2 separate regions of the Mus musculus genome follow, and region 1 is linked to region 2. The links are chromatin contacts, called in public Hi-C maps. All regions are on one chromosome and are shown on one strand. Each heading gives the region's core, a stretch centred on a gene start, on an enhancer-like site or on the middle of the called end of the contact. The rest is flanking DNA. Distances are from core to core; before and after follow the strand shown. Region 1 has its middle 40 kb from the start of Gm40387. Region 2 has its middle 15 kb from the start of Lsm3.

The links. A called contact is a pair of places that touch in the nucleus more often than the background predicts.
Region 1: a Hi-C map of myocytes shows a contact between it and region 2, with 3 times the contacts expected there. The contact joins two enhancer-like sites. A contact is called at or near these places in 5 of 484 Hi-C or Micro-C datasets (CD4 T cells, myocytes, psoas muscle and 1 more), 1 of 115 datasets of contacts at active chromatin or transcription factors (embryonic stem cells) and 1 of 9 other capture datasets (embryonic stem cells).

What each region holds. Positions count from the first base shown.
Region 1 is chr6:91,619,153-91,621,852 of GRCm38.p6, forward strand. No RefSeq gene overlaps it. Among named protein-coding and RNA genes, the nearest start is that of Gm40387, 40 kb to the right of the region's middle. Within about 2 kb of position 1,284, at least 37 of the 459 cell types and tissues checked have an H3K27ac peak or open chromatin away from gene starts, as enhancers often do. A contact at or near this core is called in myocytes, where this site is marked.
Region 2 is chr6:91,530,066-91,532,765 of GRCm38.p6, forward strand. No RefSeq gene overlaps it. Among named protein-coding and RNA genes, the nearest start is that of Lsm3, 15 kb to the left of the region's middle. Within about 2 kb of position 1,401, at least 18 of the 459 cell types and tissues checked have an H3K27ac peak or open chromatin away from gene starts, as enhancers often do. A contact at or near this core is called in myocytes, where this site is marked.

The DNA of each region.
Region 1 (2,700 bases), core at 34-2,533, 89 kb after region 2:
GGCTGGAGCCCAGGCAGCTGTCTTAGAGCCTTGTGAGGAAGGAAGAAATCACAAGACCCACCCCGTGACATCATTGAGCGCGGCAATGCCTGTGGTTATGTTGTTTTCACCTCTGACCATATGAGAAAAGTGTGAGTTCACTTACTAAGCCATCAGTGATCAGATTTACTGGGACTTACAAAGGAATGTTACTTTCTCTTTCTCTGAGGCAGGGTCTCCCTGCATAGCCTAGGCTGGCCTGGAACTCGCCATCACCCTGGTGTCAGCCTCTCAATCATTAGGATTCCAGATGCTCTGCAAGCAACCTTAATGGAGGTATTTTCTCATTGCATTTTCTAACATGGAGACATTTTTACCTTTGGCCCGAGTTTCCCGTTTATGGTCTCAGAACTTGGCCTTCAAGTCCTAGGTTTTGTTTTTTTTTTTTTTTTTTTTTAAATCCAGTGTTGGGACCAGTGAGCCTAATTTAGATTATGCAGATTCCTGTGGCCAGGGAGATGGGGCTGTGATTGGCCAGTTAGTACAGTCAACAATGAGCAGAAGGGATGGCTGTGCCCATTTGGACTTGCTTGAAAGTAGCCCCTGGGCAGCCTGGCCAACAACATCTCTGATAACCAGGTCGGGACACCCACAAGGTTCCATCCCTTGCCAAGGTTTGCCTGGGCCTAAGGACAGCTGCGCTGATTTTCTACATAGTCGGGAGACTCAGTTTACAGGAGTGGGTCAAACCTGGGCTCTGCCTCTTATTGGCTGGTGACTGTCTTTCCACCCAGCTGTCTTCTCCTCTGCCAGACAGGGACCTGGCAGGTTTGAGCCCTTCCTGACTTCAGGGCGCTTAAGCGCCAAGGGACAGATTCCATTCCTAACCCACCCCTTGCAGCCCTGCGGCCTCAGGCAGCCACATTGAATGTCTATCTCCCTCTCTATGATCCCAAGAGATATCAACCACCCAGGTTGCCTGGAGAGGAGGACACTTGAGACGACCCTGGACCACATGGAAGTGCTCAATAAATCCTAAAAATAAAGATGCAGTGGCCTACGGGAATGTGTGACGAATCTCAGGCAGCACTTCCGGAGCCTGGTGACAGAGGCAGATGCCAGGCATGTGGAGTCAGTGTCCCCATCCCCCAAAGGCGAGCATCCAGTAGGACAACAGAGGGTCTCTGGGAGCATGGATTCCAGTCTGCCAGCTCATGAGACAGCCTGGCAGTGTGGGGCAGTGGTGAGGGCCACTCCTTAGGAGGAAGGTACAGAGAGCCAGTCTGTCCATCACAGAGCTGGCAGCCTGCAGGGCCACACCCACGTGGGAGAGAGAGAGAGAGAGCACCAGGCCAGCACTTGGGCCCTGTCACCAACAGCTGCTCCTCTCAATGGAACGACCTTCTCTTTGTCCCCTAGGAAGCTGGACAGGGCAGGATGGTTTGTTCCATCTTGGCACCCAAGCCACCCTGCCCTTGCCACCTCCCAGTTTACAAATCAGGGGCTGTACTGAAGCCTCCTGGCCCAACAGGTGCATTGCCACATCAGGCCAGTCTCTGGGTGGAGATGCTGGAGTGGGGCCTGTGCTCATAGATGACTCAGGACAGGCTGCAGGCCCTGTGGGACTCACTCTCTTAGTAAGGGAACTGCTTGGCCTGAGGTCCTGCAGCCAACTTCTCACGTAGGTATCCCAATTTTCTTCTCATTGCCACCCCAGCAAGTTCTAATAATCACCTCTCTACAGAAGAAAGAAATGAAGGATCAGAGAGGTGGTCTAGCTTGCCAGCATCACACATCAAGAGGAGTCAAACCTGTCCAGTTTGCCCAAATCTGTCCAGCACAAATCTGTCCCATCCCCAAATATGGCCTCTTACTTCTGAGTAACTTAGTCTCCAAGAACTAAGCAAAATGTCAAAATGGCACCACTGTAGCCAGGGAAGCAGCTCTACTGGACATCAGAGAATGTCTCTTCTTTTCCCAGACTACCTTAGGCCTGCCCTGGAGGTCACACCCTCCTCCCTCTTACAAACTGGGTTCCCCAACTTTCCTCTTAAGCCTTTAGCAGGCACCTCCTGCTCCAGGAAGATCCCCTGCTTCCACTTGTCATCTCCCACACAGCCTTTCTCTCAACCCAGGTATCTCCCCCAGAGGGGTCTAAACTCCAGAGAATGAGACTGTTGCAGGTAATTGGTCCTCTGTGTTCCAAGGGACCAGATTCCTGATGTATAGTAGATGCTAGGTAAATATTTGTGGAGTAAGTGACCAAGCAAAAATCATCCCACCCCAAGATCTTTCAGCAGGAGACTGCTTCTCTGGGCACCGGGGAACAGAAAAGGACATCCCACAAGCCCCAGTAGTTCAGGACTGCCTCTCCAGACCTTGCCTGCTGACCCGGGTTCGATAGGTCTTCAGAGCCCCATAGCCTATGCCATTCTTTCCTGTCAGCTCACCATAATTCATGCCTAACCTCTGGCATGCCTGGGCTACCCAGAGGCCACAGGTCCTGGTGCTAAGTTTAGTGACTTCTGAATGTCACTGTGAAATTCCAGACAGAGCTGAGGGTTAGTGGCACATTCCTGGGGCCTTTCTCCAGCTCTCCACCCATGAGCTTGAAGAGGTCCAAGGTGGGGTCCCCTTCAGGACCTCAGACCACTGGCCATAGAAGCCAAGACAGAGGTGCCCTACAGAGTCTGAGGACTGCAGGTGGAGGGATGGCAGCCA
Region 2 (2,700 bases), core at 151-2,650:
CCTTCTGGGTTGATATTTAAACACAAACAAACAAAAGAGTAAAACATCTCCTCTAAGAAGTCTAGTGTGTAGCCGCTTTCAGAGCCAATGTCTGGATGAGTGTTTTTCAAAATGCAATCTCAGGTCAGTAGAAGCAGCAACAGTACCTGGAGATGTGTTAGAAACTCAATGTGCTTAGAACAATAGCAAAGCAAGACCTCCTTCCCAATTCCTAAGATACCAAATGAGCAATTTGGGGTATAGAGTCAGGAGCACACATTTAAACAAGCTCTGAGGTGACATGCCTACCAGGTTCTGAGAAGTACTGGCTTCCATCCTTCATGTTCAACCTGTCTTGTGGGTCGGGAGCACAAGAATTCCCCGAAGCTGTCAGAGTTCAGATTCCCAGTGCCATCCCCACTAGCAAACAAGACCTGTTGGATCAACTGTTCTTGGTGATTCATACATGTTAGGAATTGAGATGTCTCTCATCCCTGTCTTGAGGGACTCAGAAGCCATGAAACACTGGGAGAAGAGCCTGGCCTGCCTGGGTCTCACATCTTAATTATCTTTGCACACTGAAAGGCTCAGGCTTGGTAGAGAAAAGGCTCAGGCCAGGGCTGAGGCAAAGAAAGAACCAGAGAATCTTGAAACATCCTACTACGTCAGAGAGCAGGGGAAAACCTGCGGATGTAGCCCAGTCAGCAAAGTGCATGGCCCTGTAAGCACTAAGACTTAAATCTGATCCCTGTATTCACTCTAAAAGGCTGGACATGGTGGCGTGCGCTTGTAATCCTAGTGATGGGTAAACGGAGACAGCTGGATCCCTAGGGCTCCCTGGTGAACCAGCGTAACCAACTTGGGGAGTTCCTAGCCTGTGAGGGAATGTCTCAAAAATAGGTGAGCAGGCTGTGCCTGAGGATATCATTTGAGGTTATCCTCTGGCCTCTCCATACCCGCCTGCAAGTAAGTGTATCTGTACACATGCACACACGTGTGTGCACACCTACATACACACAAAGCAAGGAAACTTCAAAAATGAGGGTGATGCCAGCTCCAGAAGCCAGTTTAAAGAGTGGTCTGATTTTAGATGAATCTGATTGTAGTGATACAAACTATTAATGTGTGAATCTGTGATTTTGTAGTTATAAGATGATTATAGAAAGAAGTGTGAACACAAAAACTCCTTCTCACAGTAAAATACCAACTTCTAGAGTAGAGATTTGGTTCAGTGAGCCTTAGGGCACCCAAAACCCATGTGGGTAAGGGGCTTGGCCTTAGATTACGGTGCCATTGGGTGGCCGTGGGAACTCTAGGAAGCAAGACCCATTGGGAAGAACCTAGTAAAGTGAGGGCGTGACGTTGGGACCTGGCCCATCCCTCTGCTTTCTTTCTACCGTGGAGCAGGCAAACGGGTTGTCTGTGCCACATGCCTCCTCCATGAGATCATAGCTTACAATGGGCCCAAAGCAATAGGGGCCAAGTGATCATGGACTTTCACTTCTGAAGCCATGAGCTAAAATTATCCTTTCTTCTCAGATATTTTTTCAGGTGACAGAAAGCTGGCTAACCCACAACTACCAAGGAGAAGCAAAGATAAAGGCAATTGCCCATGAATGGTAAAAATGAATTAGGGCCCAAATAGATGGATGGTAAAAACGCCACCTCTTCTCCCAACAAGCGACATAGTCACTACTGAGAGGAGACCGATGGCAGAGTAGACCAGCGAGGTGGAGTCCTCCTTAACCCAGCTATCCCACAAATCAGCACCATGTGCCTCCTGCCACTGCACACTGCTGATTCCATATCACTCTGGTGGGTCTCCTTCCAAAACAGGTATAATCTCACCTGAATCCTTCAGAACTGTCAATCAAAACCCAAGTGGGAAGGCTTCCACAGAGAGGTCCTACCTGGCCACTCCTCCAGCCCGCCATACCACTCCACTCCCACCACTCCCAGGCCCCATCATCTATTTTTCTTTTCACATGTATTTAATTCTGTTTCTGTCTCTGTCTCTCTTTCTCTCTGTCTCTCTCTGTCTATCTCCCCCTCTGTCTTTCTATGTGTGTGTGTGTGGGGGGGGGGGGGGTTGAGGGGGACTACTCGTAGGAGTCAGACTTTTTCCAATATGTGTGTTCTAGGGATCGAGGCTAGGTCCTCAGGCTTATCAGCAGCCACCTTTACTGCTGAGCCGTGTTGCCGGCCCACATCACCTGTTTCGTCTTCTCCCAGCACTCTGTGTTGTAAACCATCTCTGTTTATATATATCTGTCTCCGTGTTTAGGGTCTCCTCCCGCCAGAATGTAAACTTCCTAAGCATGGAGAATGTCTCCATCTGATGCGTCCTTCAGACCGCAGGCGCCTCATGGATACATGTGGAACGATAAATGAAGAACCCGTTTCCCCATCTGCAGGACAAACAGCTCCGGGTCCAACAGCCAGGCTCTTTCCTGGTCTGACAATGAAATGAAGAATCTGAGGATGTGAGTGCTTCAGTGGAGTTCCGGGGACCTCTCTATGCTGCCTGGGCAGAGGTCAAGTTCAGTAGCTCACCCTGCCTTAGCCTCCAAGCACACATAGGCACATGCCACCATGCCTGGCTTGGGCCTCCGCTTTAACTCTTCCTTTCTCATATAACCCTCTCCCTGATCCTACAACCCCTCTGACAACGTTGAATTCAGTTCATTCTCGATGAGCTGATAGGCACTGAGCACCTACCTA